3 separate regions of the Rattus norvegicus genome follow, and all the other regions are linked to region 2. The links are chromatin contacts, called in public Hi-C maps. All regions are on one chromosome and are shown on one strand. The core of a region is the stretch at or near the end of the contact, and the rest is flanking DNA. Distances in the headings are between cores, read along the strand shown.

Region 1 (3,398 bases), core at 483-2,982, 160 kb before region 2:
AACTCATGAAACAGCCTACGTTGGCCTCAAACTTGTTCCTCTTTCTCAGACTCATTCTCCACATCTTGCCTTTCTACTGCTCTTCTAAACTCTTAGTCCTTAAACGTCTGCCTCAAATATGTTAGCTTTCATAAGTCCTTCCCAGAGTCTTCTTGGCCAAGTGTGACTGTGTTTGAAGCAAATGACAATCTGTGAAGATTTGACGCGTGCCTTTGAGAACCGCTGTTCCCATTAGCCGCAGGTATCTGCTTTGTTTTCTCTTCGTGAATGGCTGAGGTGAGTGTGGTGGCCCATGCCTTTAACCCAGCATTCGGGACCTTTATTTCCAGCACTCAGGAGGCAGATCTCTGTGAGTTAGAGGCTGACCTGGTCTACAAAGCAAGTTCCAGGCTAGCAAAGACTACACAGAGAGACCCTGCCTCAAAGAAACAACAAAACTCAAAAAGATTGTGTTAAAAATTGAGTATCGGGTTGTCTACGCTGAGTATCGGACATGTGCTACTTGAAAGTAAAGTCTAAGGGGCTGTGCATCTACAGATCAGTGAACACAGACATCTATTGGAAGGACTTGTGCACAGGAAAGGCAAAAATGTTGTGATAAGCATTCCTGGCTTTCACCAATTGCCTGGTAATTGGGAATTTGCTCTACTGCACGGTTAAGGGGCTAGACCAGCAAAAAACATCGGAAGGACACTGTTAAGACAGGCTTTTGACAAAATCCTGAAACGAGAGACTGCATTGTGGTCGACTGGACCACCCCCGCCTCTATTCTTGTTCCTGTCCAAAGCTTGTTTTCCTTCCCCAGACTCTCAGTTGGATTTTCCTGCTCTTCGGTCACTCTCATCTGTTTTGTGTTCTGGTCCCTCCTTCTTCCCTCTTTGAAGACCATTCTCAGAATCCTCCCACACTAGGATTTGTTGGGCAGCTAGAACGCAGCAGGCACTTTTCTGAATCGAAGTGAGGCACATCCTCCGAACTCACTTCTCATCTACAGGCCGAGGGACATTGATACACTAAACAAACAGTAAGCGCATTCATTGATGATCTAGGTGGCCAGAAAGAGTTCCAATTCCCACTCCTTTCCTGTCCTTTGAAAAGCCAAAAGAAGGACTGCTCAGAAGTTAGGGCAAGATGGAGACTTCTCATGTTGCAACGCAAATGATCCAGTTCAGGCAAAGACAGACACTCGGCATAGGTCAAAGAGATGGTGGCTCCTTTTCTATCTGGACGACTGGATGGAAGTCTTTCCTCACCTCACTCTTCACTCCTACCCCTCCCCCACCTGGTCCCTAAATTAATTGCTTTTCTTTAGGTGAGGCCAGGAGTAACCAAGCAGATCCTAGTCGGAGATCAATCAGATCGGGACTTGGAAGAGAACGTGGGGAGGAACATTAAGAGAACTGTGGGGCTGGCCCCTCAGCGAAGAGGGCAGCCTCTGGCGGCTGCGGGCCGAAGGGCAGCCCCACTCCAGCCACGCAGGCAGGCTCAATGTAGTGCCGCTGCAGAGGCACAGTACGCGGGCATGCTGCACTGACACACCAAGGGCGGGGCCCGGGGGGCGGGGCCTTGCTCGAGGGGGGCTGACGGGGACTCGAGTTGTCCAATGGCTTCCTTCACAGGTTGCCAGAAAGACCAATGAGCGGGCAGCGGGGCGGGCACGGGGGCTGGAGCTGGGCTGAGGGCTGGCGGTTGGCCACTGGGGCCGGGAGCAGGGAGCTGTGGCGTGGAGGTGTCCTCGCGCCCGCAGCCGCGATCCGGAGCTGTGTGGTCTCAGGCAAGCGAGCCAACCGCTGCGGGAACCCGGGCGGAACGGAGCGGCGGGAGCAGGATGGCAGAGGCCGTCGGAGCCGTGACATTGATTGCGGCCCCGGCCCGCCGGCGCTGGCTGTGGTCGGCGCTAGCCGCGATGCTCGGGCTGTGTGAGTGATGCCGGGCCAGGGTCGGGCGGGGGCTCCGCGGCCGTGCGCGCGCTCGGGGCGCCGCGGAGGGGAGGGGGCGCGGCCTGCGCGCTCTTGGGGCCCGGGCACGCCGCCCGGGGAGCGCGGCCCAGAGCCGAGGAACCTTTCTTTGGATCCTTTTGCTTGGAGGGCGGAGATGGGGGCACCTTACCTTGTGGCTCCCTGGGGGCAATCCCAGGAGCCCACTCACGCCCAGTCCCCTGCCGTCGCTTCCTGGTGATTCTGGATCGCTCAGGACTGCCCGGGGGTCGGACTCTAGAATTGAGGTTCTCCACCTTTGGGAGATGGCGGAAGATTGTAGGATTTTTCACCTGTGGGGCCTTTGTTGGTTTATTTCCTTGTTTAAACCAGTGTTTTTCCTTTACCTGCTAAGATCTATTTCGAATGTTCTCAGATCCATTCTTAATGCTCTGTGGTTGAAAACTCAGAACCTCATTTATATCACCTCGGGGGTCTGCAAATCACAGAAACGAAATTTATGTTACTTCTAGACTAGAAAGCAAAGGCTTAAAAGAATTCGGTCGAATTCGTTTTAATGGTAAACATGGGCACCGTAGTTTGACAAGACAGAATTATTTCCAAAGCGTGCTTTTACTTTGATTTAAAAAGCCTCACTTCCAGGCCCTTTCCAAATAACCAGACTCAAGATTTTGATAAAGGCTCCGGCTTGGTTTATGTGAAGTCTTGGGCGAGTTGTTTTATGGGACGTCTGAAGAAGTGTCTGCCCCAGGACTTTTTTTGTGTGTTGTTCAAAACAAAGTACTTGTTTCTGTCTCAGAATTCGGTTAAGTAGTGGTTACTGAGAGGACGAACTGCTAAGAAAACACGGAGGGGGTTCCTCCCACTCATTTCTTTTGTTGTGTAAAATGTAATTTGTTCAAAATCCATTACTCAGTACTTTCGTGCAAAAGTTCTTAATGTAGTAGTCCCTGGAACCAGAAAATATAGGTAAGATTCTGTTATAGAGGTGAACATGGAGAAGGTTCCTTTTCTGTGTATCAGATGGGATCTGTTCTGTTTTAACCCCCTGTTTCTCCTAAGGAAACAGAAAGATGTGGGTTTTTTGTTTTGTTTTTGTTCTTTTTTGTTTTATGAATTGGTGTGGGTTGTATTTGTGTTTAAGCAAAGGAGGACAGAACAGACCGAAACTCCACTTTATCAGACCTCTTGTGGGCTGAATTGTGTAATGTCAGACATTGCTGTTGGGGACAGGGCAGTCAGAGTGATCTTAAGTTCAGGGTGTTATAAGCAGCAGAAGCAGAAACTTTGTGTTATGAATGAAATGCCACCTGCTCTGGTATAAAAGAAACCATCTTTTTTTTTTTTTTTTTTTTTTTTTTTTTAAATAGAAGCCAGGTATTGTGGCTCATGCCTAAAATCCCAGCACTTGAGTGGCTGGGACATGAGTTGGAGGCCAGTCTGGGCTGATTTGAAGGAACT
Region 2 (3,282 bases), core at 4-2,503:
TGCTTGAAAAATTTTATAATATAAATCAGATTTTAGTCCTCACCAAGTATTACTACCACCCGTTTATATTAGAAATAAACTAATAACTATAATAAAGGGCTAGAGGGAAAGGGGTCTTCCAGATTCTTAAAGAATTGTTATTTTCAACTACAGGAATTCTTATCCAGTACTTGTGACAGTTAACATCCTCAAAGAATCAAGCAGATGTTATTTTTGATTTTCACACTGAATACATTTTATATTAAATAAGACAGAGGTATAGAATTTTGCCCAAGGTCACACCTTGGTAAGAAGTAGAACAGAACTGTATTCATATCTGCTCACATAAGAAAGGCTCAGAAAGAACCTGGTCAGTGATTGCATAATGACTGGCTCATACTGGATCTATGGAACCAGGAATGACATTGACTGAACTGGGAAGGGGATGGGGGGTGGGGAGCGTCCAATTTTGGGGAGGGCTCATTCAGCAGGCCTCTGCCAAGAGGAACTAAAGTATGACCTTTACTCCAAACCCTCGGCTGAGACCTTTTCAGCTCTATCTCACGTGTGCATTATAAATTCATGGAGGGAGAAAGGGGAGCAGAATGAGGGTTTCATGGTGGCCCAAGACCCCTTCGTGGCTCTTAGAGGTTAAGGTTCAAGTCTAGAGGTGAGGTCGGGAGTGTGAGTAGTTTAAGGGAGCGAAGGCATCAAAAGTCTACAAGGGTACCAGGTGGAGATACTCGGTTTTCGGGAGGAGATTTAAGATGAAACAAGGTGAAAGACTATGAGACTTGACGGATTCCCTTTAGAGGACGAGACTGGGGCTCTGAGATTCCTATAGCAGCCCAACTGTCACAGGGCCTCAGTTTTGGAGGGAGAGGAACGATCTCGGTGCGAGCCGTTCAGGATTCATTACCTGCCGGGTGGTTGTATAGCGGCCTCAATTTCTTTGGCAGCAACAACTCCACTTTATCCATGAGTCGGTGGTAGGTGGCCCGCAGGCCTCGGGCGCCGGCAGCTGCCATCTCGGCGGCCTAAGGATCCACTGCAGCTGGGTGGGAGCGCCGCTGTGTCCGCGTTCCTGGCTGACAATGAAGGGCGGCTCGTCACTTTCCCTCTACAGCGCTAGGTGTCCGTCTCCGCCCTAGGGCGCCCTTCCCTGGCTCTGCCAGCCAGAGGTGAAGCACTTTGAGGCCGAGTCCGGAGAAGGCTGAGGGGGTGGAGGCTCAGCAAAAGCCCGCCCCAGCCCGCCCCCTGCGAGCGGGAGTGGGAGACAGAGGAGGAGTCATGGCAACAGGTGCTAAAGAGGTCGCCGAGCTAGGGCTGCAAGCGCTGGGCGGACGAGGCATTGCGCAAGCTTAACGGCCTGCTCTAATTGGCTGGCCTCACAGAGCGGAAGAGGCGTGGTCAGACTCTCACCTCCTTCCGGTCCTAGAGGACATTTTGGAGAGGGGAAACTGAAGCCGCGCTTCTGTCCTGTCCCTCACTTTGACTAAGAAGGGTGTAGTTAAAATAAGCTTTCTGGGCTTTCCTCGCCCGAACTAAAGATGACGCCGCACGCCTGTCGGAGTTTCTTTTATTTACTTATTATTTTCGAGTCGGTGTCTCGCTATGTAACCTAGGCTGTTTTGGATCCTGCCATCGTCCAGCCTCCCGAATGCTGGAATTACAAGCATGAGTCATCACGCCCGGTTTTTTTTTTCCTTTGAATCGAGAGGCGTGAGCGAGACAATTTCAGCGGCTTCCGTCATTACTCTTTTATCCATAGACAATTAAGGAGTGGGCTAGAGCGGCCTTAATCTACTCTCCTAGGGTGAGGGCAATCGTGACGCACGCCGGCTTCTGTTGCCGGTGGACATCCTCTCGCGAGAAAGGCCGGGAGGGGCGTGGTCTAGTGAGGAGAGGGAGGAGCTCGCGGCCGCCTCCGCCTTCGCCTCCGCCTCCTGCGGGAGGGGGGTCGAGGGAGGGGACTGTTGCTGATCTCTAGATGTTCTGGGTAGTCTGAGGAGAGTATGTGGCGAGCAGTGGCCCGGGTGCCTCTCCGCTCCCGGGGAGAAGGCGCGGCCGTGGCTGCCGCCCTCTAAGTCGCGGCGCCAGCGAGGCCCGGCGCGCGCATGGTGCTGGTGCCGCTCGGGTGTTGATCGGCCTGTCCCCTCCCTCTCTTCCCCTCCCCACCCCCCGCGGTGGTCTCCCCTTTCCACCCCAGCCCCAGCAGAGCCATGTCTCGGAGTGGCTCCTGCCCGCACCTGTTGTGGGACGTGAGGAAAAGGTCCCTTGGGCTGGAAGACCCGTCCCGGCTGAGGAGCCGCTACCTGGGTGAGCGGGGGCCCCGGGGCGGCGGCGCTGAGGTCGCCGCCCAGAGGTGGGGGAGGGGGCGCCGCCAGGGCTGTTGGCGGTCGGACTGTGCCTCGGCCGGGGCGCCCCGCAGGCTAGGTGTCAGGTGGGATGACGGTGATCCGGGCCAGCACCTCTTAAGGTCAGGTCCCCTTTGCAAGCTGCCAGTCGCGGCTCAAGCTGGGCTTCCCTGGGAGAGCCGGGCCGTGGGGAGGTGGCACTAGCCCGGGAAGGTGTTGGGGTCGCTCGTGGGCTGGGACTCCGGAGAAGACTTGGCGAACCTTACGGAGATGCCACGTTGAACGCAAAAGTTGGCGCTTTTGCTTTTCTCCGAAGCTGTCCCCGCTTAGCTGAAGATCTCAGGTGTAGGTTGTCCTCCTTCTTCGGCTTCCGCAAGAATTTAGATGTCGCCGGAGACGCTGTTGACCACCCTCAGGGACTTCGCACCCCAAGCCTGGCTCGCTGTAAACCATGGCGCTGAGCCCAAACCTAAAAGAGATCACGGAGCTCTCCCCACCCCCGCGCTTTCCCAGGTCCAGCCTGCTGTCAGTACTGTGGACCTCTTTTAGGTGGTGTAGGATTTCACGTTCCTGTTCCCACCCCTGGAAAACACACTTGGCATTTTCTGTTTCTTAGTTAAGCTTTCTAAAAACAACCTCCAGTACTGTGGGCGCAGTATTCCACCTTTTTCGTTTTATGTATCATGAGTTTTGGTGCGTGTGCTGGGTCATGCCAGAGTCAACTAAAAAGTCCTGTTTCTTCAAAGTGCCTCCTCCCCCAACTCTGTCTTTTCTTTGACAGGTAAAAGGATTTGTTGCTGTCATTTGTTTTTTTTTTTTTTTTTTTTACTACAACAAAAATAGAAGGAAATGAAATCTTAGTAGAGCCAATACTGCTGGCCGTAAATTGCTTAAAGGAAGTTTAGGTGTGCATTTTAAATGAATGTTATCATTGTAAAAAATTCAA
Region 3 (3,413 bases), core at 852-3,351, 180 kb after region 2:
CAGTCCCAGCAAGCTGACAATTAAGATTTGTTAGCACCTCAGGGTAGCACTTTCCATTGCTTGTAAATGCTGTTCATTCCCAAATATAAGTAGGTAACTTGTTAACTGCAAAAGAACCACATCATTTTGCTAATTTTTCACTGGTAAAATTCCAGAAAAACAAGTATGGAAATAAAATATAAAACTGTAGGTTCAAAGATGGAGGAATGTAATTTTAGAGTCAATTGAACATGGATTGATATGTTGTAGTTAGGAGAGACTCTCCATTCAGTATGATAGTGAGTGTGAATAGCAGACTTCTTTTTTTTTTTAAAGATTTGTTTATTTTATGTATACGAGTACACTGTAGCTTTCTTCAGACACACCAGATCCCATTACAGATGGTTGTAAGCCATCATGTGGTCGCTGGGATTTGAACTCAGGACCTCTGGAAGAGCAGTCAGTGCTCTTATCCACTGAGCCATCTCTCCAGCCCGAATAGCAGACTTCTTGTTGTTGTTGTTGTCAGGTAGGATGATTGAAACTAAACTCAGCCATGACCTATGCTGAAAGAACTAGAGACACATTTGTTTGTTTATTGAAATAGTGAATACATAGTCCTGGAATTTGCTATGTAGACTAGGCTGTTCTCCAAAATTACAGAGATTCTATACATTTTTCTTGCCCTCATGCAGAAAAATCCAAAGGAAGACATCGTGTAGTAAAAATGTTGGATGGAGCTGGGCTTGGTGACACACACACACACACACACACACTCCCAGCACTTGGAGAGGAGGAGGAGGAGGAGGAAGAGGAGGAAGAGGAGGAGGAGGAGGAAGAGGAGGAGGAGGAGGAAGAGGAGGAGGAGGAGGAAGAGGAGGAGGAGGAGGAGCCTAGGCTGGCTGTATGCAACTCTTTCAGAAAGAAATGGGGATGGAATTCATTACATGTAATTTGCTCATTCACCTCCTTATTAGGTGTTCTAGAAGATCTAGATAATGTGAGGTTCACAATGTAACATTAGTGAGAGGGTCCCAGCCTCCTTGGGAAGTGCTTCAGTGGCCAACCTCTGTAGGCCAGTGATGGGAGACAATCCTCCACCATTCAGGATGAGATGCCCTACTTTGCATAAGCAATGTAAATAGAGTAACTGTATAGGAGGCAAGGACAGGAGGCCAAGGGAATGAATTAATCCAGAGACCGTGGGCAGGGGAAATTGATGATGGGTTTCTGGGACAGAAACACAAACAGAAAATACCAGAGGAGGAAAAGGTTTATTTGGCTTAACACCTTCAGGAAGTCAAGGCAGGAACTGAATCAGAAATCACGGAGCGAAGCTGCTTAGCGGCTCCAGAGTGGATGAAACAAACACTGAGAGAATGATTTGTGGAGTAAGAGGGGTTGCTGGAATTAAGATGAACAGTTTTGAGATGCTCTAACATTAAACCATCTCATTTTGAGGCAGCCGAAGCCTAAAATAAGCCCAAAGGTGCGCACGGTTGTACTGCAACCACGGAGGGAGCACCAGGCTTTCAGCGGTGTTTCCACTACGCCGGTGTGCAGGTAGAAAAGTCTTAAAATATCATAAGGATATTTTGCCGTTCCTTTTGCAGTACTAAAAATCGAACACAGCGGCTTGCACGGTAATGTGCTGCTTTTCCACTGAGATGCAAGGCGGAGCCACTATCAGTCATTGACTCAAAGGCCGCTGTCGGTTTTGGGCCTCCTAAACACTAGGGACGTTTGGGTATGCCCTCTTCGCCGCGACTCCTAAGCACAAGAGGTGATGACATCGCTCGGCGACGTCTGTAAGGAGTAGGTAAGGCACCGGGCTCTGGATCCAGAAAGACGAATTCCCACACCCACTCTGGGGTGACGTCACCCGAAGAATTCAGGACAGCCCACCATAGCGACACCGAGGCGCTTAAGTCCCGCCCCTTAGCGTCTTCACGTAAGACGTGAGTCATCCTGAGCTAGTGGCTGGTCCCGGAAGTAAAACCAGGAGGGGCGGAAGAGACGGCGGAAGGGCGGGCCCATCGGCGCGGCGGCAGGGGGCGGGGCCGAGATGGTAACGGACGCGCCCAGGAGCCGCGCTGCAGGGAGGGCCATACTGTGACCGCTGCCGCAGGCGCTTGCTCAGAGTAGCCCTGCGGCTCCGCTTCTGCCATGATGATCCACGGCTTTCAGAGCAGCCACCAGGACTTCTCCTTCGGGCCTTGGAAGCTTACCGCGTCCAAGACCCACATCATGAAGTCTGCGGATGTGGAAAAGTGAGGCTGTGGGGCGGGGCTGGACCGGGACGGGCCAGGACGGGCCGGTTCGGATCATTGTCGGGGGTAGGGGTCGGACAGGTTCGGTGCAGCTTCGCGCGGTTCTCAGGGCCTCAGGCTCGGTCCCTCTGACTGACCGTTGATTGACAACTTCAGTAAATAGTCCTGTCCCCTGCTCGCGACCTCCGCTTGCTGGAACTGTCGTTCCGCAGGGTTGAACTGAGCGCGGCTGTTTGGTGGACTTCACCCTTCGCCTCTCCTTTTTTCCCTACCTTAGCCTGCGCCACCTTTCTGGGGGCGGATGACCTGTTTCCTTGCGGGCAATGACAGAGATGATATTTATGTTTTGCTTTTAGCTTGTCTGGTTCCGTGGTGGGCTCTTAAGGTTCTGAACATGATCCATTGAGTACCACAGACTCATAGTTCGTGAGACCGTTAAATGACTGTGTGACTGTTTAGGATGAAGATACATAGCCGGAGCGATTTTAGGTTTTCTTTTTTTTCTTTCTTTTTTCCTTTTAGCAAATTAGGTGCTGTGATAAGCACTTGAGATAGGGAAGATGAAAGATAAAAGTCCCAAGGAATTCATAGTTTCGTGAGAGACTGTTATATTATTGTGTGGCTGTTTAGGATGAGGACGTAAACGGATGGATGGATGGATGGATGGATGGATGGATGGATGGATGGATGGATGGAGATCAGTGCATCTGGGCAGAATCTTGATTAAGTCTGGAGACTGGATGGCGTGTAAAGCCGACACTCAGAGTGAGCTCTGAGGTGTTTGGGGGTGCCTAAACTGTATCTTGATAAAGTTTGGGGGGCATCCTGACAGAGTGTTGCCTCTCGCGTCATTGAAGAGTTCTCTGTCTTGCTAAGAAGTTTGGATTTTATATAATAGCCACCTGCTGTATGTAGTTTTACTCCACGTGCATTATGGTTGAGTCTGAAAGGTTTCTTGGAAGTGTAGAAGATGAGTTCAGACTGGGATGCTGGAAAGGAGGCCAGTAAGCAGGAAAGAGGATAGAAGCTGAGATTTAAGTGCTTACGTTTGGTGGCCAATTGATGGATAGAAAGAAAAAGGGAGGCTCTACAGGACATTTTTTTAAATTTACATATGTAAAAGAATTTTTTAAAAACATAAGTTGTTTCAAATGTTATAAATTC

The links. A called contact is a pair of places that touch in the nucleus more often than the background predicts.
Region 1: a contact with region 2 is called in a Hi-C map of prefrontal cortex, with 3 times the contacts expected there. The contact joins the promoter of Mpzl1 here to the promoter of Mpc2 in region 2. A contact is called at or near these places in 4 of 12 Hi-C or Micro-C datasets (frontal cortex, liver, mammary epithelial cells and 1 more) and 1 of 1 datasets of contacts at active chromatin or transcription factors (oligodendrocytes).
Region 3: a Hi-C map of liver shows a contact between it and region 2, with 5 times the contacts expected there. The contact joins the promoter of Tiprl here to the promoter of Mpc2 in region 2. A contact is called at or near these places in 2 of 12 Hi-C or Micro-C datasets (frontal cortex and liver).

What each region holds. Positions count from the first base shown.
Region 1 is chr13:80,420,562-80,423,959 of GRCr8, reverse strand. Mpzl1 (myelin protein zero-like 1) reads left to right here and starts at 1,732. Exons shown (of 6, transcript NM_001007728.1): 1 at 1,732-1,919. The coding sequence starts at 1,829.
Region 2 is chr13:80,259,227-80,262,508 of GRCr8, reverse strand. It overlaps Mpc2 (mitochondrial pyruvate carrier 2), which reads right to left and starts at 1,253. Exons shown (of 5, transcript NM_001077643.2): 1 at 899-1,253. The coding sequence starts at 1,007. It overlaps Dcaf6 (DDB1 and CUL4 associated factor 6), which reads left to right and starts at 1,999. Exons shown (of 19, transcript NM_001305159.2): 1 at 1,999-2,298. The coding sequence starts at 2,202.
Region 3 is chr13:80,083,728-80,087,140 of GRCr8, reverse strand. It overlaps Tiprl (TOR signaling pathway regulator), which reads left to right and starts at 2,101. Exons shown (of 7, transcript NM_001109667.1): 1 at 2,101-2,249. The coding sequence starts at 2,146.